2 separate regions of the Macaca mulatta genome follow, and region 2 is linked to region 1. A link is a contact called in public Hi-C data. All regions are on one chromosome and are shown on one strand. The core of a region is the stretch at or near the end of the contact, and the rest is flanking DNA. Distances in the headings are between cores, read along the strand shown. Region 1 has its middle 410 kb from the start of CCNH. Region 2 has its middle 320 kb from the start of TMEM161B.

Region 1 (4,626 bases), core at 734-3,233:
AAAGTAAAACTATTTCTGCCTAACGCAGATGTGGATCATGGGAATGGAAACCTAATAAACCAACAGCTGAAGGCCACATTATTGCCCTATCCTCCTCCCCTAGCTCATTTAGAAAATGACATGTTTTTCTTCACAATGTTTTTCCCCTCCTCTCTCTTTAGTGGCAGTAATGCTGAATGCTCTTGACATAATTCTTCGTTCACCCCTGACAGTCATTTTTTTGAATACTATCCCAGCAATAAAACACCTGACCTCGAGTCTTTCAAATGGCCATTGGCTTAGGTTACGCCAATTAGCCAGACTCATTCGGAAGTATCCAGAGGAGTCAGGTGCATCACTCTTCACTAAACTCAGCATTCTAAGCAAACATATCTTTTTTTTAGGTCAATTTATTTTTCTAAGGGGTTTTTCTATTCCTCTATGATCTAAACATAGAAAAATAACAGGTTTTAAAAATAATCTACAAGTATGTAGAATTCTGATACCAATATTTCTGCCTTGGAAGTCATATGTAGCAACATGCCTAGTTCCCTGAAAGTTGCTTTTCAATATTTAAGGATAATTGAGAGAATTAGGTGTACAAGCATCAATGGAGAGTAATTTTATTTATGTATAAGGAAGCTACATATCTGCATAACTTAATGAAAAGACATATGCACTTTGTGCACAGCACACATCTGTGATATCTGTATGTCTGGGTCAATACATTTTTGGAGTACAGATCTCCCAAATCGATAGCTTTTTATTAGAACCCCCTTAGGTGGAGAAGAAAATGTGTACCTCCAGCGATAAAAGTATGTTTATTACATGTTTGTGTGTGTAATTAAATGTAGAATTTGTACCTCAGGAATAAAGCTTGAACTAAATATAAATAATAACTAATTGAGGCTTCTTAGAGAATTTTGGCAAAGGAATATGGATATTTTCAACATAAATGAGACACGAGAAATTAAAAGTATATTTAAATTATACTAAAGGCAGAGCCCTTTAATTTTTAAATTATTAATTAAAATTTTAAATTATTCTGAACTAAAATGCATGTTTATGTTGTTTCTCATAGCAATCTCTTTGCTCCATTTATTTTGTATTTAATATTTATCAGTAAGTAGAAGACTTCCTAACAAATGTATACTTTTTTTCACAAATCTTTTAGAATTTGTGTGCGCTATGCAATTTTGTCACTTGGCACATTTGTATTCCTTCTTATAAAGGATAAACCATGAGAATCCTGATAGACTATACTTAAAATAAAATAGGAAGTCCACACAACTGAAGGTGAACAAATAATGCAGGCTGAAATGAGTATCTCTTCGAAAGACTACAAGCTTCCTTTTGACATTCAAGCAATTCAGTAAGGAGGGAAAGAGAAATTGAATTTAGCTGATGCAAATGAAATTAAAACTAAATTGGTTGTCACATCAAACTGATGTTAACTATGTAAATGTTTTCTGTTTATGAAACTACAGTTTAGAGTATATAATGCTGCAAAAATAAGAATATTTTTGTGTTCTTTTAAAATATAAATTAAAAGGGCAGATTATGAATTTTTTTTAAATCCTTGCCACTTACCCACATAATATCTAAGGACCTATGAATCATGAAAACTGTGGACATAGAGTGTTGAAATAAACATACACATATAGATATGCACATCAATACACATGCCTGCTTTTCTGGCCAAGCAGTATCCCATTACATCATTGCTTCAAATGCATTCATTCTCTTCAATATTGTTGGCTGTTTCAGGTTAACTACCAAAATCATTTGCCTGAGAAGCAAGATTTAATTGTCTTACAACTACCTCTGTGAGGTACAATAGGGATTACAAGTACCCATTGATTATACTATTGGGTAGAATAAGGGACTCTTATTCTAGCATTTCTCATTCATTTTGTCATTGCATTCTCTTTGAAAGAGACCAAATGGGTCCCAGCAGGTGAAAGCAAAGAAACCTGAAAGGCCCCCTTTGATGAATGACAATACCACAACCACCCTCCCCCAACCATTTTTGGAGATTATAAAACCTTATTAAATCATGCCCTGTTAGATATTGATTGAGAGGGAGCTAAACTAAAACCAACAATAGCAGCATGGATCAGAGAACACTGCTTTCATCAATGGGTACTAAAAACAGCTAAGCTTTCCAATCTTTTTTGGGGGGGCGGGGTGGGGGACCTTTTTTTTTTTTACTATTTACTTTTGTTTAAACCATTATCCTAGAAAGTCATACAATTATAGCTACTTTGTCAGTTAAGAATAAATCGTAGTTGTCTAGCACTTCATCTTTTTGAATGTAGCAGTGTATTGCACAAACAGTATTATACTTGGTTAAGATTCAGGATTATTATTATGATTATTGGGGGGGTGCAATTCTGGGTAATTATCATGATTATTCTTGACTCTGGGACCCCTTTGATGACAACGTTGCTTTAAAGTAAACCACTTGGACATAAAACCCAAGATATTTGAAAAGAGACTGCTGCCAGCATCAGAGTTGAACACTCACCCATATTTTAAAGCTATCTTGATTATCAGGCTGTTTGCGTTCCTGGGCTGTCTTTTCTGCCATCTGTGAGCGCCACAGCAAACAACCCCTTTATGACAATCGCCTCAGTATAACTTGAATATGTCTGCTTTAGAGGAGACTTCTGTAATAAGACTCTGTGCTAATTAACTGTCAGCCTTTTTAAAAAAATAAATAAATAAATCAGCAGACTGCATTTTAGAAAGACACTCCACCAAAAAATTCCCAAACAAGATTTAAGTTTATGTGCCAGACTGTAACTTCTACTCCATGTTTTTTCAGGCCTTCCTCTGAGTAAATCTGTTTACTTTAAATACTTCTCATGTGATAAAGGTTTTCATTTTTCTTGCCAGTTGACTACAGGTAGTAACATTCGCTCCACCTTCTAAACAGCTACTTGATTCAATAACGTTATCCTCCAAAAATAAAAGAAGACAAAAAAGAAAGGAAAAGGAAGGAAAGGAGAAGAAGGAAGAAAGAAAGAAAAAGAGGGAGGAAAGGATGAAAAAGAGAGAAAAAAGATTCAGGTGTAAAAACAACTTTTTTTTTTCTTTTTTTTTTTTTTTTTGGCCAGAAATGGTAGTTACATGGCAAAAAAAAAAAAAAAAAAAAAAAAAGAAAGAAAGAAAGAAAAAGTAAGTTAGGGTTGTTTCTATTGAAAACAATAATAGTTAAAAGGGCCAGATACTAAAGTTATTAGTTTAATATTAAGGATAAATAATTTCTAGTTCAAGAGAAAGAATTATATGTAGAAACAGCAGGATTTCCACTGAAAATGACTTTTTAAACAATCTCTAGAAACCATAATTGTCTTGCAAGAATATAGGAATCAAGGCTTATACAAAACAGAAACAGATACTTATAAAATTCATCTTGGTGAACTCTTTCCTACTTACTGGATAAAAACAGTAGTAATCACTTGAAAATAAAGCATTAACAATAATTCTCCTCTAAAAATATAAAACATAAGAATGAATGCAAAAGTTCTTATTTTCTTGTTAAAATCCACCTCTAATGATTCTCCAAAACATACACAAGAAATACAATTTTTAAGTTGAATATAATAAACAGAAAATAAGAACAATACTAAATTACTTTGTTTTTTAGGCAAAATTTCGTTTCTTCATATTGTACAACTTTTTTTACATAATTCTTCAAAGATTTAAATTGCATTTATAATTTAGATTTTATTATTAAATTATTTTTCAAAGTACTCAAAATGTTACCTAATTGTTAATTGGTATTTCCCATTTGTGGGGTCTCCTAAATTTGTTAGCTTAGACTTTAAATTTAGACATTACATTCTTTTAACATTTTTAAACATTTGGCATTAAATATTATAATTTATAAATTTTGTTTTGTATTTTTATTTCAACACCTTCCTAATGTCATACTTTGAATGCAGATTTAAATAAAGTATTTAAATATTTTAATCAATAGATCTAATTTGAGTAGAACAGTTAACTAACAAAAACTTGCCAAGTTATGTGTTGGATGATAGTTTCTTTTTAAAATATGATGTCGGGCATACATTTTTATAAATTCCGCAATTCAGTTGAAAAGCTTTAACATTTGTATATGCTAGCTGATACAGATAAACAACAAAATCTGTTGCTAATTTTATTTTCATTAGATTTGATTTTTTCAATTGGGTATCACCAGTTAATTTTGTACTGATTGGTTCAGTTCCTTTACTGATTTGTGTTTCTTAAAAGAACCCTGAGAGCTAGTCACTTACTGTATGAAAAATTTTTAAATCAGTCATCAGTTGGCAATTTTAGACTGCCTTGTATCTTAGGCAAGTAGCTAGAATGTAAAATAACTGACTAAGTTGCGATAATAGAATTTTTTAGTGTCTATAAAGTACACTATCTGTTTTCCATGTTTTTAAAAAATCCTGCAATATTAATTCTTCTTTAGATTGCCCAGGAATAATAAAGCATAGTAGTAACAAAAATATCAAAATTTTATTCAATACCCTCACTGAACTAATAATATTCAAGGTAGGCCAAATAGTCACACTGTTACGTAGTTGGAGGTATCTTTCCTGAGTACTTTCTCTTATATCACATTTAAGAATTGCAAACAAATTAGAAATTGTT
Region 2 (4,626 bases), core at 1,470-3,969, 170 kb after region 1:
AGAATGCATAAATAAAATATGAAAAGTTTTGTCATGTTCTATTAGGGGTTTTCATGTTAGCATCCTATTATATTAGTATTTGTTTTCACTAATATGATATGAAAATTGCTGGAATGATTACATAGTCATATCTTGTTAGGCAACTCAAATTCTAAAATTATATGATTCTAATGTAGAATGAAAGAAAATTGTTAATATTATCAAAAGTTTCTAATGTGATATGAAGGCTTATTTGGAAAAAAAAACAGTTTAAGTTATTTTGGTGTGATTTCTTGGAAATAGTTTCTTTATAGGAACCAGGTGGTGACAAAGAAAGAGAAATTGGGCTTGAGAACATCACTGCTGAACTGGCTATGTAAATGGAAAATATTTCTCTCAGGTAAGTAATATACTGTATGAAATTTTTTAAATCCATTCTAAACAATTATGAATATTAATTAGCAGAGTTGAGATCTTTTTTATTTAGTACAGGCCTAGATAGCTATAGTCATTTAGATTTTTGTATAAGGAGAGCCACTATTAATAATATTTGTTTCCATAAATTGCTTTCATGGGAAAGTTACTATTAATGTGAGGTCGCTAAAGAATTTGAAAGCATAACTTTGTTTTGCTTTGAATTTATTGCTAAACAATACAGCTTGACATATATTTTGTGGCAATAAATGTAGGGAGTTGCATAAGTTAAGGGAACAGTTCTTTAGTGTTTACTAAAAAACTGTTACACTTCTTAAATGTGATGATATATCATTCAATAATCTACTTTATAAAATAATTTTGGGTTAAACCAAAAGCTCTCTTTCAATGTGGGAATAAGGATGTTACTTTGGGGTATCATAAGTAATGTACCTATTATAACTTTGAAGTCAAAGTAGACTTCTTTATCAAAACTTGTTTCTTGCAGAAGCCTGGCAAAAGAATCAAGTTGAGAGCAGAAAGAAATGTTTTAAAAAAAAAAAAAAAAAAAAAAAAAACACAATAGATTGTAAAGGATGTTACTTACTTTAAAAAAAAAAACAATTTCAAAATTCTGTAAGATTATCTAAAATATTATATTCGAATGGACTGCCACATTTTAATATTTATCTTAATGCAACATTTTATACACTGAAGAAATCTTTTTTCTTAAAGATGACATTATCAACAGTTTACAAAATGATTATGATTGCCTGAAGGGCTTGGCTTAGGAAATCTCATCCTGACATATATTACCTTACAGAAAAATAAATTTATCTCAATTGGCTCTTAATGTCAGCTGAAAAGGGGAACCATTTAAAATTAGCTGCCAGACACAAAAATGATCTTAGTTGAAATTAAAATATGTTTTCTAAAAAAGGCAAAGTGACAAAACTGACTTTGGGATAGAGCAACTTTTTAATACATTATATTTTATCTTAAATGTGGTACAGATTGTGTTTGTCAGAACCAGACTATTCCCATCTCCTTCTCTTTCAGTCCTCCACTCCAAGGGCTCAACCCCATGCTCTAATTCTTCAAATGATTTGAGATAAGAACTATTCTAATGTAAACTTCCACAGGGCCATTTGGAGCTCTGTGCAGAATCAATAAAATAAATTAGCTGAAGTAACAGCTGAACTAATCATGAGAATGTTTAAAATGATAAGAACTTGAATTACAGTTTTTTTAAGTGCCAATGGATTTAACTAACTACCATATGCTGTTCCATTTTGAGCAGCCAGGTCTAGTTATCAAGTCGCCTGTTGTCCAAGGTGAAGAAAGTCACGTGGAAGAGTTTCTGGGGCCAGTAATAAAAATTAGAAGATCCATAACACTTTGTGATCCCTTTCCAACACACTGTATAATCAAAAGATCAGATTTATCTTGAAACAAGAAAGAGAAAGTATTCCATTAAAAGAAAAACAAAAACTGTAGCTTCACTATATATCTTCCATAAAGAATGGATTTTCCTATATCGATATCACTAGAGTTTTTAAATTTCATTCTTATTTATGCTCTAATTAATCAAGATAACATAACCCATCCTAAAGTTAAGCTTTATCTAGACAACTTTTCTAATGTTTTCATTAACTTTCTTTAAATTGCCAGCATGGTGAAGATGTAATGTGTCACCTAGGCCCTTGTCTTTATTTCAGTCTGTAGTGGTGGAAGTCACAAAACTTACACACCGTATTATCCACTGCAATGAGAATACAGCTAGCCCCAAATCAAATGCTTTTCTTTCCTCAAAGCCTCAACAATGTTGCCCTCCCCCTCTATAAATTAGCAGTGTGTAGAAGGAGACTTGTCCACATTCTATAGATTATTTTAAGGAAAAGCTCCATCATCCATAATACATTTGGGCTTCTTTCTAGTTGAAGAGTTATAATTTTTTTTATTGATGGGTTATGAATATTGACACAGGAGATATTCATTGTTTATTGAAGGCTTGTTTACATAAAAGATCTTCACAGGCTACCCCCTAAGTCTAGAGGTCCTAAACCAGTGTCAGGGAGCTGTCTGGGTATTTTTTCCCACGTATTGCACTGCCATTCTACCAACAATAGAGGCCCATTAACGTTTGGCCCTTCAAGTTACTGCAGCCCAAGCCTCAGTGGCAGGACGTCTGCCCAATATGTAAAATAACAGAATGAATGGATTCCTTGGAAACAATGATAACAAGACCTGGCTGAGCTAACTGTGACAGCATGTGGTAATTTTCCAGCCCGCTGGCCCTGTAAAGGAAACTGGAACACAAAGCATAGACTGCGGGGCGGGCCGTCCTGAATAGCTGCAAACAAGTGCAGAATATCTGATGATGTCATACACACAGTTTGACAGATGGGGCTGGACAATTTTTCCCCCTTTAAACGTGTTCTTAACTATTTGTATTCCACTGGCTTCTCATTTGGGAAGTTCAATCCTGTAATCACCTGCTTGAAAGACAACAAACCTTGACTGTCATGTGCTTGATTCAAGTACCACTAGTTTTATGAAGAAAAATGATATCCATTATTAGTGGCTGAATGCTGAGGGGAGCAGTGGGGGAGAGGGTGTTGCTGTGGATTAATGCATCATCTCTGCTTTCAGCTGTGGGCCAGGTTTTGAGTCTAGCTCTGACTGAATCCTGCCATACACTTTGAATAGCATAATGAAGTATTGTTATTGCCTCAGTCTAGTCATTACATCAGGGAAACAGACATCTAAAGTTATCAAAACTGATTACTAGCTGAGCTTTTGTGTCCATAAAATAAATGCATTAAAAAGAAGGCTTTTTTGTTGTTGTTCTTATGGGTGTTCTATCAAGGTTGGATGTTTTAGTGTTTATAGCATTATGTGTCACTGTGTGTAAGTTCGTGTCAGGGTATATCCATAGTCAGCACTCTCCCAAAACATGCCCGTATGTGGATCTGCATGTGTGTGTGTTTAAGCTGGTGCATGGGAGACAGAGAAAATGAAGATTGACAACATTTATAAAAATGAGACACAACTCAATTAAAATTCACCAAAAATAGTAAATGAACCGGTGTACTCAGTTTAATTGTAATGATACAAGACTGTCTTTTTCTACCCTTCAAATAAGTAGCTGCTTTAGATCTCACATGTCTTCACCATTTTATTCATTTGGTTCTTTTTATTTACTTTTTAAAGAATTTATGTAAATATATGTAGGCTACAAAATAGGTCTCAGATACAGCCTGATTCTGTAATCTTTTCATCAAATAGCTAACCAAAGAGGGATAGCCAAAGGATTCTGTTTATGGAGAGGTGATATCTGTTCCACAGAAAAGCATGGTGCACTGCCTAGCCTATAGACACAAGAATAAAAGAAATAACATAAAAATAAAAATTAATGATTAAGTTTTACAAAACATCTTTTCAACTAGGAGAGCACCACACCCTAAACTACGGTCTTTCAGATTATATAAGGTTTACAGAAGCTATCCCAAACTTACCTTCCCCTGTCTTAACTAACATAGTTGTTGAGTAGGAAAATAAAAAGATGATACATGTAAGCAAGGGGAATTCTCGCTTTCACCCTTGAAGAATTGCTACTCTCCACTTACCTTTACCCACAACATCTACCAACATCTTTTAGATGTGAAGAGAAAACATATCCCTGATATCATCTACCATTTACCAGTTCACCTAGACATAATCAAACTATGCTTTGGTCATCTTTCATGCATTCATTCAATATATACCTTTATTCTGTGCAAAGACTCCAACTGGGATTGTGTTATCTCGTTAAATTCGGTGTAGGAAGAATTATTTGCACAATGCACATTTGCACCAGTGGCTGCTTCTCAACAGAAGAGTTGTGGTTAACAAGGAGCCAAAATCATCTATTCTTAGATTATACCTAAATTTGAGGGACTTGTAACTACCATAACTTATAATGAATGAGAAGCTCATCACAGGGCAGGTTGTTTATGAAGAGGAATTTGTCCCTGCTTCCCACATTTTCTGCTAACTAGCACCAAGAGCATCCCTCTACATGTTTACACCAGATGGAGGTTCCCAACTCTTACTGAAAGTCAAATTATTTTATTAGTAGCTGTGGTGCTTACATCTCTATAGGACTTAAGGTGAGAGGAATGAAAAAGAAAAAAAAGGTGAGGATAGATAAGAAGAGTTTTCAATGATCACATGTCATAATCTGAAACCATC

What was found. Hi-C and Micro-C count contacts between places; a contact is called where the count stands out from the background.
Region 2: a contact with region 1 is called in a Hi-C map of fetal cortical plate, with 5 times the contacts expected there. The contact joins two enhancer-like sites. A contact is called at or near these places in 2 of 14 Hi-C or Micro-C datasets (fetal cortex germinal zone and fetal cortical plate).

Annotation. Positions count from the first base shown.
Region 1 is chr6:94,198,053-94,202,678 of T2T-MMU8v2.0, forward strand. No RefSeq gene overlaps it. Among named protein-coding and RNA genes, the nearest start is that of CCNH, 410 kb to the left of the region's middle. Within about 2 kb of position 1,984, at least 11 of the 40 cell types and tissues checked have an H3K27ac peak or open chromatin away from gene starts, as enhancers often do. A contact at or near this core is called in fetal cortex germinal zone and fetal cortical plate, where this site is marked.
Region 2 is chr6:94,368,167-94,372,792 of T2T-MMU8v2.0, forward strand. No RefSeq gene overlaps it. Among named protein-coding and RNA genes, the nearest start is that of TMEM161B, 320 kb to the right of the region's middle. Within about 2 kb of position 2,720, at least 13 of the 40 cell types and tissues checked have an H3K27ac peak or open chromatin away from gene starts, as enhancers often do. A contact at or near this core is called in fetal cortex germinal zone and fetal cortical plate, where this site is marked.